Regions from separate parts of the Danio rerio genome. Here region 1 is linked to region 2. Evidence: chromatin contacts called from public Hi-C data. All regions are on one chromosome and are shown on one strand. Each heading gives the region's core, a stretch centred on a gene start, on an enhancer-like site or on the middle of the called end of the contact. The rest is flanking DNA. Distances are from core to core; before and after follow the strand shown.

The links. Hi-C and Micro-C count contacts between places; a contact is called where the count stands out from the background.
Region 1: a contact with region 2 is called in a Hi-C map of hematopoietic stem cells, with 2.0 times the contacts expected there. The contact joins the promoter of neurog1 here to the promoter of arap3 in region 2. A contact is called at or near these places in 1 of 18 Hi-C or Micro-C datasets (hematopoietic stem cells) and 1 of 4 datasets of contacts at active chromatin or transcription factors (embryo).

The regions. Positions count from the first base shown.
Region 1 is chr14:30,979,698-30,983,692 of GRCz12tu, reverse strand. It overlaps neurog1 (neurogenin 1), which reads left to right and starts at 2,493. Exons shown (of 2, transcript NM_131041.1): 1 at 2,493-2,595; 2 at 2,702-3,981. The coding sequence starts at 2,712. The coding sequence ends at 3,338. It also overlaps a transcript of polr2g not described here.
Region 2 is chr14:30,841,001-30,845,096 of GRCz12tu, reverse strand. arap3 (ArfGAP with RhoGAP domain, ankyrin repeat and PH domain 3) reads right to left here and starts at 1,872. Exons shown (of 34, transcript XM_682220.9): 1 at 1,698-1,872.

The DNA.
Region 1 (3,995 bases), core at 1,244-3,743, 140 kb before region 2:
TTCAGTTGTTTCATTTTCTCACGTGTTTCTGCTATTGAAATGCAATCAGGTCTCGTGCACTTGTGGCTAATCCTGTCAGAATCTCCTTGGCAACATCTCTCAGCTGTGGGCAAAGCCCTTCTTCCTCCCCGCCGCCCCTTTCAGGAAAAGAGAGCGAGAGAAAGAGAGAGAAAACTCTGACACATCCATCACTTTTGTCGAAATAAGTAATGTTAAGTAACATTGTAAAACAATAACTTTTTTATGACTTTATAAGAGCAATAAGTGCACGGTCCGGGCCAGATCGCTAATGTTCTGACTGGAAGCAAAATAGTCGTTCAAGCTGTTTTCCGTCTTTGAAGTTATTACTGACAGGTTGGTGTTGTAATAGTAAAATCGATCTCCCCCCATCACCCCGGTCTGGACCTCCACGGAGGCATCAGAGGGGCTTTAAAACCAGTGCGTTCGCCATAAAATCTAAAATCGTTAAAAAAAAAAAAAAAAACTTAGATCACTTGCTAATTGTGGTCCGCAACTAATTAAAGAAAAACTAAAATAACTATTTATTCTAAATTACTTAGGCCACATTAGATCATTTGTTACATTAAGAACACTTCACGTAGGCTACCTGCTTATTTTCTTATTATTTGTTTTAGGTTTTGTATTGCAACTTTTAAATTACTTTTAGATTACGTTTGAGCTAACTTTTGTCTCCAAATTGTAATGCGTGACTTGAAAAAATAATATAATAATAATAATAATAATATAATATAAGATAATATAGTACATTATATTGTTTTGAAATGGCTATTCATTGCAGTGAAAAAAAAACATCTCAGAAGTTCCCTACATCTTTATGAGTTCATATTAGGTTGTCTGAAATTATGCATCCAGTCCACTTGTGCTTCACTTGATGCCAGCGAAAGCACAAACGTGTCTCAGAAGCGGGGTGTTTTTTGTTCACGCTGGGACTATTTGAATAAGAATAATGCTATTGGAGTGTCGCAGGCCGAGAAAAATGAGTGACAAAAGCTCAGAGGCGCAGAATTTGGACGGGGGACAAGCCGTATAGAGCTGAAAAGAAGAGAGAGGAGAGGCGCACAATGGAACAATTCACCTTATAATCGCTTTGATATATCATACATGCCTGAAGACTCTAAACATTGTGTAATTATTTATAAATGACTGTGCCCCTATCGCCATAATACCGCACGGAGAAAAGCGCCGCAGGTCTCTCGCCAAACTATTTCTAAATAGTGCCCCCTTCATTTTTTTCCAAAGAGGGGCGAGTTGCTTGCAATTGAATAAATTGAATAATTAATGAACAATTGTACGGCTGTCTCATAAAGATGTCTTTAAATAAAACTTAAGCCACTGGGCTCATTGGAGCAAGTTTGATTGAACTGCATCTTTCACCCTGTCTGTTATAACTCAAAATGCTGCTGCAGACACCGTGAAATAAAGTAAAATATCACTTCTGTAAACGCGTCATTTTGATGTGGACGTGAAATATAGGTTATGTATGGTAAAAAGGCAATGTACCAGAAAAAAACGTTTAATGTGAAGGCTAACGGTCTAAAATGTGCATTGAAAATGCAAAACTTTGAAAGTGTTTTATTTTCCGTTAACCAACGCATATATGCTACTATTGGAGGTTTGGAGAAAGGATGGATTATTTGTGCAGTAATGTAGGCTACCGCGTTGTTGTTGTTGTTGTTGTTGTTTTAGCCTAACCATTATTCTGCTCTTATTTTATGTAGTTTTGTTTTGCCAAATTATTGCGAGCTTCAAATTAAAACATAGATCTGATGCATATATGCATTTTAGCCTATATGAAAAACGTGTGAGGTCTTGCAGAATCACTTTTGTGAAGTAACATGCATTTAGTAAAATACTTTTTTTTTTACATTTTGCAAAATAGCTTGAGATCAAAGTAGCCCGCAAACTTTATATATATATATATATATATATATATATATATATATATATATATATATATATATATATATATATATATATATATATCATAGAAAAATATTTATAACATATATAACATTTAGAATTCTGCAACAAACCAAAACAATTTGGCCTTAAATAATATTTGACAGATATGATGTGATATAACAAAATACATTAGAAAAATGTGCAAAATGTGTCTTGCAGCCTCAGGCCACTTTTGCTGAAGTCCATTCTTTTCGATTTCCTCTTGAGATTTAAGTTAAAGTGGGCTTGTTGCATGCAGGACAGACAGCAACAGCTCCGCTCGCGTGGCCGGACAGTTCTCCTGCTCTCTGATTGGCCAGCGGTGATTACAGGCACGCTTCAGAGGGCGAACAAACAACAGGCATAAATTATGCTAATGAGATGGTCGTGCGGCACGGGGCAGACCTGATGCAAACCATTCATTCATCCTTCACAAAAATGCCAAAGCGAGGGGGGTATGTCCATTGTCCCATCAGGGTATATAAGGTAGGTGAGGCCAGTCGTGTGCCAAGCTCACAAGCTCACACGAGCTGATTGAGGGTTAAGAGCAAGACAGACGCGTGCCATTATCTTCAACACAAACTATCTGCAGGATTCTGCAAAACCTCAAGCATCTCCCAGCCCACCAATAAGGTGCGTATTGCGTCACGCAGATAACTTGAAAGGACTTTGCACGACTGATGTTGTTTTTTGTTTCTTTTCTGGCGTATTCCTAACCTGATTTTGTAAATTTCTCCAGGTTATCAACAATGGAGATCGTATACTCCGATATGGAAACCTCAAGCTGTGACTACTCCTTTTCGCACACGGATGATGAGGACTCGCGCAGCAGCCTCCACCCCGCGTCCCCCGCGTCCTCCTGCGGAAAACCACCTGCGTCTCCAGCCGGGCTCCAGCAGAAGAAAAGGCGCAGGGGGCGCGCGAGGAACGAAACCACTGTGCACGTCGTGAAGAAGAACCGCAGGCTGAAGGCCAACGACCGCGAGAGGAACAGGATGCACAACCTTAACGACGCATTGGATGCTTTGAGAAGCGTCCTGCCTGCGTTTCCTGACGACACAAAGCTGACCAAAATTGAGACTCTGCGCTTCGCTCACAACTACATCTGGGCACTTTCGGAGACCATCCGGATCGCAGACCAGAAGCAGGGCAAGTCAAGAGACGGTCCGCTGCTGCTCCCCGGACTAAGCTGCATGGCAGATGCACCCAGCCCCGGCAGTGACTCTTGCTCCTGGCCGTCGGGGGCATCCTCGTCGTCTTCATCACCGTCTTACTGCAACTCAGACCCGGGCAGCCCCGCAGCCATGGACGATTTTGGATACTTGCAAACCGACGTAGTGTACAGCTACCGCAACTTCGTGCCTAGCATCTATTAATGTGACTTTAAGCGTTCTCATGTCGGTATAGAATCTCCAGAAGTATGTAGTAGTGTAAGACCACTGTTACTTTTCTATTAGAACCAAGAGCACAACGTTAGGTATTCACTGTTTGCCTTAATGACAGTCTGCAAATGAGAATGTTTTATTTTTGTACGTTTTGATATTGATGTTGATGTTGATGCTTTTTTCCAATACCTTTGCACTTTTTGCATTCCTTGGAGCGTGACCAGAACCCCGTTAGAGAAAATTATAATTTAAAAAGCAAGGCAGATTGGCCTTTGCTGTCCAAGGTGAAAAGTCAATATTACAATTTGTAGAGCGATAAAGCTGAAAAACGAGCGTGAAAAATCAGTTTCAACGCTGTGACAATAGACTGAAAGGACAAGACAAAGATCTGGCCTTATGCATTATGTATTTTGACCCGAAGAAACCCTCATCTGTCCAACTGATCCGTACAGTTAACCAGCTCTCATGACGGCTTTCCCACCACTTTTCTTTTTTTTATTTATTCAACCTGTTGCTTCTTTATGCTATTGTATTTTTATTGTATATAAAGAGATTTATTCTATTATGTATTTACCTCAGAATATAAATCTGGTGCAAACATGTTTGTACGAATAAATATACGTTTTCTACTAAATATCTGTGCATGCT
Region 2 (4,096 bases), core at 623-3,122:
GTAACAAAATGCAGCACGTTTCTTCAGTTGTTTGTGTTGTAACAAAATGCAGCGTGTTTCTTCCATTGTTTGTGCTGTGACCAAACGCAGCGTGCTTCTTCAGTTTTTGTGTTGTGACAAAACGCAGCAGGTTTCTTTAGTTGTTTGTGTTGTAACAAAATTCAGCATGTTTCTTCAATTGTTTGTGTTGTAACAAAATGCAGCACGTTTCTTCAGTTGTTTGTGTTGTGAGAATTTGCAACACGCGTGTTGTCAAACTGATGAAGATCGTTTCTTAATTTGCTGGTGTTTTTGTAATTGCAAGTGTTTTCTTAAATTGCAGCGTGTTAATCTCTCTTGGCCTCTGTACCAAATAGAATAACCATGCTGAATTTAATAAACAGCATGAAAAAAGTAAGTAATCTAAAAGTAATCCAAAAGCAGTCAGAATACATTACCTAAAGTTAATTATCTAGATTCCATTACTGACTACGTCTGACTAAAAATGTCTGCACTCCACAGCATTATAAAAAGTCATGTTACTATATTATAAATATATTATAAGTGACTATAATACATTATAATAATCAATTAATTATAAACTTGATAAAAAAGCAAAAATAATTATGCTATTTATATATTGTATTATTATTTATTCAATGCAATATTTCAATGCATTATTATATTATATTATATTATATTATATTATATTATATTATAGCCATTTTTTCATTTACATCTAAAAAGAAGAATCCGATTACCCAGATAAAGTTTATGTCAGGAATACTTTGTTAATAATCACACTAAATAAAAAAGCTGTATTAAATTGACATGTCGAAGGCAAAATCTCTACAATTTTCGAGAAAACTTCCCATCCTCCAAGTGTCTTAAAAAGCACTGAGAGAAATACAGGTCAGATTATGCAACAAGAGATTTATCACAATTAATACAGTCGTCCATGTCGTGAGAACTTAATCTGCATTTGGGAATCTGCTCAGACAGACATATGGCATACATGAGTTTAATAAAAAAAAAATAATTACAACTATGCATGTAGGCTACTATAAAAGTGGTGGGTGTGTATGTAAAGTTTCTCCCCATGTAAGTTTGCTGAATGGAAATGATTTCTGCAGGGGCCTCCAAAATGGCATGTTATTCTAGCACAATCCCCGGTGACTCCCACAAATGTTGTGTCTGTGAGGAACTGGCAAATTATATCTGGGTGTTTCTAATTCAGTTTAAACCAAACTGTGACATTCAGCGAGTGTAAAGCCTGTGGATATCGGATTCCTCAGTGAGTAAAAACACACCCTGCCAATCTCACACACCACAGTACAGCACAGTACAGTACATGCTGACTACATGACTGCTGCTTCTGCTGCTGATCCTGAAACGAGAATCAATGCAGTTTCATCTGAACAGTCAACAATCCTGGCTAATGGTTAAACTAACGTTAGCGACCACTACCAAAAAAAAAGTACATGACAGCTTCTGCAATATAACTTCTGAACAAAACCTGGGGTACCTTTAGAACACCAATTTATATCGTTTGCAAGAAATGAGTTAACTTATAATAATAAAATGAAACTAAAAGTTGAAACACCTCAATACACACTCTGATGAGCGTTTAGATGTGGAATCAAACCAACCGCTATGCGATATCTAACTTAACGTTAGATGTCAACTGGAATGTAAAAGGATTGTAAATAGCACCTTACCGTTGTTGATTCGCGTCACATATTCCCGTGTTTTGTCGCTGTGTTGATGCTGGAGCGTTGTAAACTCCAATAATGTGAGATGTGGTGGAGAAAGTTTGAGTGTTGAGCTGCTGATAGTTGTGTTTGTTATACCGGAGGTTTCAGTGCACGGCGCTGCTCAGCACTGTGAGCTCTTAAAGGGACAGTGTTCAGCCGACAGTTAACTGATCGCCGCGCTCTTAAGAGCCACAAAACCACAACAAATTACAGTGGTTTAAAATGTTACTCTTCTTCCATTCAACAAAGTACATAGTAAAATACTGTTTTTGCACTTGGTGTGTGCATGTGTCGGACTGCCTGTGTCATCTGCTTGTTTTACCTGTGCAAAAAAGTTTGTAGTTTTGATTGATGAAAAAGAAATGTGTTTAATATTGCCATAATTATCAATACATTTGTTTAGGAGAGCAAAGATGTTTAGCTTTACTTTCATATTGTTCCAGTTATTTTTTTATATATTTTCTTGTTTTTAACATTTGAGAGGATGCGTGCATTTAGGAGTATGCGCAGGACTTCCGGTGCCACCACATGGTTATTTACCTGTACAAAAACAGTATACATTGTGCTGCTTTATTTTAATGGTAAAGTCTAGTTGGGATACAGCTGCGGATACTCACATCAATATAGCATCATTTTTGTGACACTGTACAACAGTTAATGCAATACTGTGATGGTTTTGCATTCGCAATTTAATGAACAATAAAACCAATATTAATAGCCTACTGGGTATAATCACTGTGATGGTTGCGTTTAGGGTTAGGGTAGGGGTAGACGTCAATAAAATGCAATTTAATGGATAATATAGCAAATATTAAGAATAATACAGGGTATAATTACTGTTTTTGCATTATTGTGGTGGTTGGGTTCAGGGTTGGGGTAGGGGTAGATGCTATTCATTCATTTTCTTTTCGGCTTAGTCCCTTTATTATTCAGGGGTCGCCACAGCGGAATGAACCGCCAACTTATCCACCATATGTTTTACGCAGCAGATGTCCTTCCAGCAGCAGCCCAACACTGGGAAACCCCCATACACTCTTGCATTCACACACACACACACACACTATGGACAATTTTATTCAATTCATGTATTGCATGTGTTTGGACTGTGGGAGAACCCGGAGTTCCCAGAGGAAACCCTCACGAACACGGGAGAACATGTAAACTCCACACAGAAATGCCAACTGACCCAGCAAGGGCTTGAACCAGCGACCTTCTTGCTGTGAGTCGGTCGTGCTAGGCACTGTTCCACTATGACACCTCGGTAGATGTTAACTTTCAGTTTTTGTATTCCTTCTAGCTATAATTAATTTATTGTTATTTATTATCTATTATTCATATTTATTACCAAACAGGCTTTATTCCAATTTTTTTTTTTTTGACTACCTTATAGCTAGAGCTGCTTGAACATTAAATGTGAGTTATTCAATGTGTTGTAAAAAAAAAGTGGCTATTGAATCATGAATCAGTCTTGTCTTGCACATTCACTGCAAATAGACTAAGTTGCAAAATATGCTGGATTGCAGTTCAGTCTGTAAAAACACTGAAAGCATTTTCCTGTTCCCTTAGGAATTTTATTATTGGCTTTTAGAACGGCCGTTTCCGTTTTTGAGTGAAATTAGGTTTGTGGTTACCATTAGGCCTACTTCAAGTCACTTTTCATGTAATTTTCATGTCCTTTCGTGACTGCTCAATCCAGCAAAATTAGCAACACAGTCCCAACTTGGTTTAACTGGATTTATTACTGATAAAATTTCTTCCAAATGTGTGTATATATATATATATATATATATATATATATATATATATATATATATATATATATATATATATATATTTATATTTATAGAGAGAGAGAGAGAGAGAGAGAGAGAGAGAGAGAGAGAGAGAGAGAGAGAGTATTTAGCTTTTTTCAGAATTTGAAAATTGGGAAAATAACAGATGTCTTCATGTTTTTGTGAATAAAACAGGATTATTATGGATTAAAATATGGATTTGTTCATTCTTCTTAACTTGAAACACTGGTTTTTGTTCATCTAAAAGTGAACTTTAACTTTCATATTAAATTACAATAAATATACTAGATTTAATGATAACAATAATTATTATTACAGCCCTCAGCATATACAAGTACACCCCTCACATCTATCTTTATAATTCATAGTTTTTAATAGCAAGCTACAATATTATATTTGTGCATGTACATTAGATTAGTCAGTACTGAATCTTACCTAACAAAATACCCTACGATAACAGTACAAAAACGAGTACACCCAAATGTATATGTTATGGAACAATCTTAAATACAAATTTTAAAAAAGAGGAAAAATCAAGAAAAGCAAAACAATTGAAACATATAGTTGCAT